2 separate regions of the Sus scrofa genome follow, and region 2 is linked to region 1. The links are chromatin contacts, called in public Hi-C maps. All regions are on one chromosome and are shown on one strand. Each heading gives the region's core, a stretch centred on a gene start, on an enhancer-like site or on the middle of the called end of the contact. The rest is flanking DNA. Distances are from core to core; before and after follow the strand shown. Region 1 has its middle 52 kb from the start of OSTN. Region 2 overlaps CCDC50 (coiled-coil domain-containing protein 50).

Region 1 (5,192 bases), core at 2,164-4,663:
TAATAGTATATCAACTGACTTCTATTTTGGGCAACTATATTTTATATTTTATTCCTGAAAAAGAGGATAGTTCCTTTTATTTATTTCTTTATTTTTGATATGTGGATATTCACAGTGAATTTTTAGTTATGGTTTGCTTTTTTTCCTTGTTCACATGGAGTCATCACACTTTAGACATGGAACAAACCTTAGAGTTATCAAGTATGTCCATCTCCCACCTGCCACTATGCAGGTGTGGAACTGGACTCAAAGAGAAACTAAACCCCAGATAATATTGGAAAGGCTCTGGCTTTGTTCCTATCATATAATTGTTAATCGGTTTAATTTGTTAAAGTATGATAATGATGAGGCCACTGTTTCCAAGTGGATTACTAGAAAGGAAGGCTAATTTTACATGATTTAATGGGCAAATGTAACCATAATCCATCTTTAGATTGTCACTCACTTCATTGGAGATCAAAGTGTGACCAAAGAAGTTCAAATTTTTTCAAAGAAAGAAACATCATGCACTGTCTTAAACAGATGCATGTGCACATGCTCAGTGTACACTCTCTCTCACACATACACACACACCGACAAAATCTCTAAAAGTACACAATTAACATTTTTAGTGAATTCTCCTTATCTGCAGGAAAAAAATCCAAATCCCTTAGATTGGTATTCAGTCACTTAACATTGGCTTCTGCCTCTAAGTCTAGCCTTATTTCCCACTCTGTACCTTCTAGCTCCCATGCTCAAGCTAATCCAAAACATCACATTTTTGACATATACCCTTTTTATTTTATTTTTATTTTTTTCATTATTGTTATTTTTGGCCACACCTGTGGTATACAGAAGTTCCTGGGCCAGCGCTCATACCCAACGTCACAGCAGTGACAATGCCAGATCCTTAACCTGCCAAGCCACCAGGGAACTCCTTGACATATATTCTTTACACTCTTTAGATGTTAAGCTTCCTTTTCTTTTTATGTAGCATACCTAATTCTGCCCACTCTACCTAGAAAATTACCACTTAGCTTTTAGCTAACAATATATATCTTTGGCTAAGTTTTTCCTTTATCCCTCATTTTGTTCATAGCAGAATGATCAGATTATTCAATTTCTTCTCTGTGTCTACATAACGTTTTGTACATACCTGTGGCATAGCATTTGCTATACCTGGTCAAAATTATTTATTTACATGCCTATCTACCTGGTTTGAATGCCAAATTCTTGGAACAATGCATCCATTCTGCATGTTTCTTTACGTGAGAGCAGAACACAACCCTCAGCCCATCTTCATCTTTTTTTTTCACTTGATTGTACCATCAGACTGCTAATTTCTTCCTCCTGCTTTCCATCTTTACCTACTTCTATTACCCTTCCATGCTCTTGTCTAATTATCTATCTCAAAATACTGATCATGCCACTTTTCTTCTTGAAAATTTCAGAGCCCCTCACATACTCCAAGATTAAGCTCAAGGTTCTTATTCCCAATAGTGACAATTAATTAATAATCCTGATTTCTTTACCTCTTCATAAGTGATCTTATTTTTCATCCTATTTTGACTATTCACTCTGAAGAAAACAACTACAGTTTATCAAATATAAGAAACTAACATCTTCACACCCACAAGCTCTGACTCATTCTCCCCTGTGCCTAAATTTCAAGACTCCAGGAACTATGCTTTTTAGACCTTATCATCTTTTCACCACACTTATATCCCCCATATCCTCATAGAGCTTAAATACACCAGCGTATCATACTCCTCCTCACATTATACTAATTGTACAAAATTAAAGTTGATTAAGTTCAGTTCTGACCCTGCAATCATAATGGAGAAAACACACAATTTTACTTAATGATAGCACTTTTAGATGCCTGCCTGCTAATCTCAAACAGATGTTTTATCCTGACCTATAGTCCATTTAAGGAAATGTACCTTTTTTTTCCCTCCTGCTTCTTTAAAGGATACCTCTAATTCTTCCTTCTCCTCTCACCACTATAAACACTTCCTTCCTAGTCTCACTCTCAGCTGATGAAACTGCCTTCTATTTCATTGAGCAGGTAAAGCAATTTGAAAAAAATTCAAATTTAGCTACCCAATCTACTCACCTATAAATATTAGTACCAATATACACTGCTTTCCCTCCTATTAGTATGGATAAACCATCAGTGCACTTGACCACTCAAATACATCACTTCTGCAGTTCTCATTTTCTGTTTTATTTCATTAATTTCTCTCCCATTTGGACCATTCCAGTGGTATTCAATTAGACTAACCTACATCCCACCTCAGGCAAACCTTTTCTCGCCTGTATCTCTTCCACTACCTACTGTCCCATTTCTTTGCCACCCTTTACAACAAACTTCTCAGAGGAGTTAATTTTCACTAATTTTTCTCTCTTAATCCTACTTTGGTGAGGTTTTTAATTATTATCAGTCGACTCTAACTGCTCTTTTCAAGGTCATTAATTACTTCCCCATGACGAAGTTCAGTGGTCACTTTTCAGTTCTCAAATTACTTAAATATATTTGTCACTGTTGATTACTCTCTTTTTGCTTCATTAAGTTATTGGGACACTAATTCCTTTTGACTCTTTAATTCTTCCTTCCTTATCAGCACTCTTTCCCTTGCTTGTTCTTTCTTCTCCCCCCGGCCTCTAAATGTATAGTACCTCAGGACTCAATCCCAAGCCACCTTCTTTTCTCAGTATAGATTTACCCCATGAGTTATATAATGGAGTCACAAGGTCTTAAATATAACATATCTCCTGATGACTCCCCAATTTTTGTTTCTGCCCAGTCATTTTCTCTGAGCTGTAGAACCATACATCCAGCTGCCTATCAAAATCTCCACCTAGTTACAAACAGGCATCTCAAACTGTGTCTAAAACTGATGTGTTGATTGCTGAACCAATTCCTGTTCTTCTGGGGTTTTCTTCACTGAGAGAACATCAACACAGTTGCTTGGGTCAAAAAACTTGGTGTTAATTGGACTCCTCTCTTATCAATATTTACCCATTATAAAATTTTATCACTTCAAAGTATTTCAGGATTTGACCAGTGTCATCACTTCCTCCATCACCATACCATCACCTCTCATCTGGATAACTTCAGTTGCAACCTCATTTCCTATTACTTTCTAGCTCACTCCCCAGTATTGAAGTTATGCCTGTCTCTATAATTTTTCTTGAACATTCAAGAATGTTTCCACTTAGGACATTTCCACCAATTACTTCCTCTGCTTCGATAACTCTTCTCTAGATATTTGCATATCTCTGCTATAATGTCATTTATTAGAGAAGGCTTCTTTGATGACTCTTTGTAAAAGTTTAACTACTTACAAACTGCCTTCCCTTACCCTCTGCTTTATTTTCCTCCATGGCATTTACTATCACCTTGTAGTCTGTATTTACTTGTTTGTTTATTGTATGTCTCCCTCTACTGGACTGCTCCATAAGAGCAAGGGCTGTATCTCATTCACTACTATTAGCAACTAGTATGGCTCAGGGTACTTGCTCAATAAATATTCCTACATAGTACTTGCTCAATAAATATTCACTGAATAAATGAGTGAATTGATGAATTTCCCTTCATAACCTCACATATATAGCCAGTATCAGCAACTCTCGGCTAAATGCTGTTCCCTGGATTCCATAAAACATCTTATCATTTTCCTTTTATCTTAATCCATTTTCCAGAACCTCCCTATGCCCCTATTTCCATGTATTCAAGTCATATCCATATTGCAAAGCTCAATTTACATGCTAAATTATATGCAAAGATCTTATCAACTAGAGGTTATAACAGTGCTTAGGCTATCTAAACTACTTTATAAATGTAATAAAATATTCTTGGGCTTCTAGCACTTTTTCTACCACTCTCTAAGTTTTTAGAGAGTAAATACTAAGTCTATTCTCCTGTTTACCTTCTACTCCAATCCCAGATGCTGGCACATAGGAGTTCCTCAATAATTGCTTTTTGACTAAATATAAACATTAAAGTTTCTTTTCCCTAATGTATGCAAAAGTATACAGAAATCCTTACCACAGGTTCAAATCAGGTCTTTAAGGAATAAAAATCCAGATTGTTTATATATACTACACAAACTTAAAAAGATCTCCCTTATATGACTTTACACAATCATGCCAAACCCAACAATTTCACTTTGCACATTCCTCACCTCGCTCATCAGGCTTCTGTTATCCTAGCTTTTTTTTCTTCCCTTCTTTTCTTTTTTTTTCCCCCTGGGATATTCAAACTGCATTCCACCTTAGGGCTTTTACCCTTACTGCATTTGTGCTTGGATTTTTACCTGGGTTTGTTCTTTTGTAAATTGATAACTCAAGTATCAGCTCCGATATTACCTTCTTATATATGCCCCCTTTCCTTAATCACTTAACCTAAGGTCCCTGTCAATTTCCTCTTTATTAGATCATCCTAAATTATTGCCTTCATAGCATTTGTCACTATTTGAGATTGTTTTGATATTCATTTACTTGTTAATCTATGCATTTGACCTCCTCCCCTTCCAAACTCTTGCCTCCCCCCTCCCTGTAACCCATATTTCATACACCTACAACATGTCCTGTGGGGAGTGCATGGACTGTTTGCGTTTTTCACTGCTGTGTTCCCCATGCCTTATTGGAACTAAAACATTTGTTACGTTATTATTTTTTAATCCATTGCTTTGCTTAATTTTTCATATAACTACTATAGTGGTTTGTTTATCCTTCATTAATGTCAACATTCCAGCATGTATTAACTGAGCCGGATTACTTGGTTTCTTCTCCCTACATCACAAGAATTCATATGTTTATTTAAAGAAGGAAAGCACATCTTCTGGAGTATATCTTTTCAAAGATACTCTAGAGGCAAGAGGGTCCTGAAATGAATGGATTAATTAAGTCACCTCTAGCCCTTCCCATTCATGAAAGACAAAACTTAGCTCCCGAAATAAACACTTACTTTCCTACTCATGGAACTATTTTGTGCTGATGAAGTCATGCAGGATCAATGGTTTCTGAGGGCAGAGAGTCTGAAAATAACTCCCCAAATCTCAACAAAAGAACTAATCCTGAATGGAAATATGCACAGTAATAATGCAAATCACTAATATTTTAGAACTTTGGTATCTTGTGGCAAATGTGGCTTTCAATGATTTTGTGTGCATAGGTTTATTAAAATCTTTTTCATGAGACCAAGAAAA
Region 2 (4,623 bases), core at 673-3,172, 200 kb before region 1:
TCTCAATTACCTTTCAGGACAAGTGTGCAAGGTAGTTATCATCTACATATTTTAGAGTTAGATTAGCTTAGACCACATGTGATCTGTCCAAGTTCACACTATTGTCAAGTGGCAGAGCCAGCCTCAAACTCAACTGGACTTCAAAACCAGTGCTCTTAACTACTGTACTATATTCTGCAACACAGGTGTGTGTTTTCATCAGCAGCATTATCTGCATTCAAAACCTTACACACTGACATACACTCGCATAACATATTTTCAAATGGTATATGGCATATACTTTTATCCTTTCATACATTTTTACACACGTATGATTAATATGAGCATAGCAAACAACGTGATATTTTTCTTGTTTTCCTTTTTGAACCGTTTGTTGAAAAAATATTAGAAATTAAATAAGTGTTTTCCTTTCATTATCCACTGGCATTTATAATGCTCACCTTTAAAAGGTAACATAAGGCTTGGCAGGAAGAGTTGGGACAAAACAATCAATAACTCCAAGACTAAGAAAGTTAACTAAAGAAGTAACTTAGGCCCAAGAAAACAGAACTGGTAATCAGGGTGGCAGAATCTATTTTGTAGAAATTTTAATTATCCTCATTAGGCAATCGGAAACCATAGAAAAATAAGCCAAGTGGTGCTGTCAAAAAAACTCCCTGTTTACTGCCTCATTATCAACTCACCACCAAGGAAAGTGGTACTAAAGTATGAACTGAAGCACAGGGTGCCCACAAATCCTCTATGTTTCCCCAATAAGGATAAGCAAATCAATCTAGAATGCCCTCAGTTCTTTTGCTGCTGTGTTCAATTTTGGGGTACATGGAAAACAAAGCTTGGCTTACTGCTTCCAGCGGTCCCACCAAATTTTCTGTTGCACTGGATATAGCTGTTTCAAAGTTAAGGGTGTTCATATCCACAGCTGGAAAAATCTTGTTAGCTACTAGTTTGTTTTGTAGTTTTTGATATATTAGGGTATCTGTTTTCAATTGTTCCTATGAAATGATTTACATCTTTAAGCTTGTAATAAAGCCAAATATGCTTCAGAATTCAACCGGAAGTCATTGCTTCAAAAATCCCTCCTAGGGAGTGCGTGTCATGCCTCAGGGGGTTATGAACCAGACTAGCGTCCATGAGGATGTGGGTTCAATCTCTGGCCTCACTCAGTGGGTTAAGTATCGGGTGTTGCTGTGGCTGTGGTGTAGGCCTGCAGCTGTAGCTCTGATTCGACCCCTAGCCTGGGAACTTCCATATGACTTAGGCGTGGCCTTACGAAAGCAAAAAATAAATAAAAGCTGCCCTCCTAGACACAGAGACTAGGTTAGGTGTCTCCTTCTACTCTTCTAACAACCTGTACTTTTCATCTATAACATTCAACACAATCAAAATAATTATTTCTGCAATTGTCTGTTTAGATTGTAAATTTCATAAGAATAGAAAACAGTTTTTGTTGACTGATGCTCACTTGAGTTCTGAGCAGTTATAAGAGTGTTCAATAAATATTTGATAAATGAATAGGTGGAGACAAATATATTTCACATTCAGAAGAATAATGTAGGAACTAAGTAAGATTTACAAAATCCCTACATTTTCTAAGTGATAAATCCAAATAAAATACCAATTAATACTATTAATACAAAATACTATAGTTAACACAATTTGGAACTTGAGTTGAAAAATTTTCCAATTACAAAGAACTGGAATTAATTCAGATTGCCAACTGGTTCTCCATCTCCTCAGAGAGAGCATAAAAATTATAATGAGCAAAGAAAATGACTTCTGACTACCTCTATTACAAGCTTTAAATGACAATTTGTTCCCTATCTGCCACTATTATTACTGCACTGAAGCAATAAACATCTTGATCTAGGAAGTGCCGTGTTTCTCAATCCTTGAAACCATCTCTTTCTGTACAAATAGCTAACTCCAGTTCCACCAGGATTAAATGTGAAAGAGGAAACACGGATGCTAACCAGAAAGCACACACTGTGATATCAGTTGAATAAGATATCTATGACACAATAACAGGCTTTATGTTTTAATTATGAAAATATAGGTTTTATAAAATAGTAGTTTTTTTAAATTTAATTTTTGCTTTTTGGGCCGCACTTGTGGCACATGGAAGTTCCCAGGCTAGGGGCTGAACTGGAGCTGCAGCTGCTGGCCACAGCCACAGCAGGGCAGGATCCCAGCCGCATCTGCACCCTACAGCACAGCTCATGGCAATGTGGAATCCTTAACTCATTGAATGAGGCCAGGGATTGAACTCCCATCCTCATGAATACTAGTTGGTTCGGAACCCACTGAGCCACAATAAGAACTCCAAATTCGAATTCATTTTTGTTTTGTCACATATCATATCATCTTTCTGTAAATGACTTTTAAAGACAAATATTCCTCTCGAGTCAAAGACTTCAGTTCTACTACGCAGAGGCCACTTTTCACTCGTTTGCCATAGTGATTTTTAACATAGGATCATCTGGTTATTCATTCTTTCATTCTATCAAATGTTTTTAAGAGCATGTATTACATTCCAGAAACTTGTTTTCAACTTTAATAAATCCTTTAAGTAGCCATTCCAGACTGTTCTATCACATTTGCTGAAGTTTTAGTGTTCTAAAAAGCCCAAGGACTTTGAAGACTACATAATAACTTTAAAGATGATTTTAACTCCCTTGATTAAAAAAAGCATAATAAGTCACACCTATTTACCTACTGAGAACAGATCAGTTACTTTGATTTTACTTGGATGTTGCAGGGAGATGAATAAAGCTAAATTTTATGTAGGTCTAAAATTTGCTTTTAAAGACATCTGGCAGGTACTTAACTAAAAGCTTTAAGAAGAACCAATTTTATACAATTAGAAAGACTAACCTACACTACTGTTGCCCTAAAAGCTTTACAACCTGATATAATTTTCTGAAAGGTATTTATCTTCTTAAAACCCCTGGGTTTAAAAATAGACTATGGCTTTTTAAGGACACTAAATATATTCTCTTTAAGGAAACAAGTCTAGCACTTTAAGTGTGAGTAGTTAGTGGCAATAATCATGTATATTTTTCAGTGTGATAAAGTTTATGTTTTAATAATTAATAAATACATTATTAACAATCAGGATCAAAATACAAGGTTTCAACTACTTAGAGTTTTCAAAATGCCAGATTTAGTGTTACTTTTGTCTTTTCTATTTAATGTTCTCTCTTCCTATTCCAATCACATTTTCCTTTGAAAAGCAACAGAAAGCAATAAAGAAAAAAATAAAGGTTCCTTCCCCTGAGACTTATATGTTGACAATTCGAGGTAGAAAAACAGTAGTTGCTCCATAACCATGACCCATACTGCTTGAGAGAAGTTAGAAAGTATACATACCACAGACACAGCTATTTGATCTAGTGGGATTTAGAATAGTCTGCAATGACTCAAATGGGTATTTGCCTACGACTTGGAGACTCACACAGAAATGAATTTAGGCATGTGTAAATGTCAGGCACGCACCAATGTGACCATGAAACTCAGTAAAAATTTAAAACCTGGGATTTTACTTAGGAAAATGGTTACTCTCATTCCTTCTTAGCTTATGGCAGTCAATTCGGTGAATCCAGAGACAAGAACTGGTCCTAATATAAAGCACATCTTTTGTCCAATATCCCAGCTTCTGTAAAATTCCCCATCTTCCTGATCTGACTTGTTCAATCCAATTTAAAACTGGAAACAAAGCTTGAAAATAGCCCTTCAAGACTATCTTCGGTAAATAACAGTCTTGCAGATTTTTGGATCTCCTCTCCAAGGAACAAACACTCTACTCAGGCAGCTAACATGCCCTTACTTGCCCCCAAATCAAGTTCCTCACTCTCCTTTTCAGTTGTCATCTTACCGTGCTGGCCTGTCATTCTTAGAACGGTGAGGTTCATCACTTTCTTTTGACTTTGAGTGTGCTGATTTAGCGGTTTTGGGCTACAGAGGAAAAAAAAAAAAGGAAAAAGGAAAGAAAAACACACACATACAGAAAACAACAAACAGAGAAAGATTAGATTTATAAATTATCTAAATGATGCCAAACTTTCCTTTAGTAATTTCAGGTTGCTTACATCCAACTGAGCAACATACACTATTTTTAAATACAGCCCCTCAGACACAAAGAAATTCAGAGTCAGGAAGGTATGTTGCAGGCTGTCAGTGCAGCCAGAGGAGTGGGCTAAACACACAAAAAACATGCTCCCCGCCAGAGGTGTGCTTGGCCTCCCATTATTAACCCACACACTACAAGGCAGCTGACAACTGAGAAGAGCGGAACCCCATCCGGCCTTGGAGGGACAGACCCCTCCCCCAAATCCTCTGTTCGGCTCCTCTCTAAAGTAGCCAGATAATCATATCTGAGGAGTACATTTCCTGAGTGGTTTCACAGGCGAGGGAAAACCCCCACCAAATGGAAGACCCTAACTACTTCAAGATCATGAGCACACGGCCCCCAGGCAGACTGGAGTCTAAGGACTGATAACTGTTAACCTTTTGACACCACCCTGTTATCTCACAATCATCCAATCAAAGAACTGTGCATAAGCTGATCACATACCCTAAGACGTACCTCTGTCACCTGGCCTTTAAAAATGCTTTCCTGAAACCCAC

The links. Hi-C and Micro-C count contacts between places; a contact is called where the count stands out from the background.
Region 2: a Hi-C map of alveolar macrophages shows a contact between it and region 1, with 4 times the contacts expected there. The contact joins two enhancer-like sites. A contact is called at or near these places in 20 of 47 Hi-C or Micro-C datasets (alveolar macrophages, blood, brain and 11 more) and 2 of 2 datasets of contacts at active chromatin or transcription factors (alveolar macrophages and skeletal muscle).

The regions. Positions count from the first base shown.
Region 1 is chr13:128,476,097-128,481,288 of Sscrofa11.1, reverse strand. No RefSeq gene overlaps it. Among named protein-coding and RNA genes, the nearest start is that of OSTN, 52 kb to the left of the region's middle. Within about 2 kb of position 3,413, at least 1 of the 83 cell types and tissues checked has an H3K27ac peak or open chromatin away from gene starts, as enhancers often do. A contact at or near this core is called in alveolar macrophages, where this site is marked.
Region 2 is chr13:128,676,155-128,680,777 of Sscrofa11.1, reverse strand. It overlaps CCDC50 (coiled-coil domain-containing protein 50), which reads right to left. Exons shown (of 12, transcript XM_013982294.2): 10 at 3,872-3,951. Among named protein-coding and RNA genes, the nearest start is that of CCDC50, 59 kb to the right of the region's middle. Within about 2 kb of position 1,922, at least 2 of the 83 cell types and tissues checked have an H3K27ac peak or open chromatin away from gene starts, as enhancers often do. A contact at or near this core is called in alveolar macrophages, where this site is marked.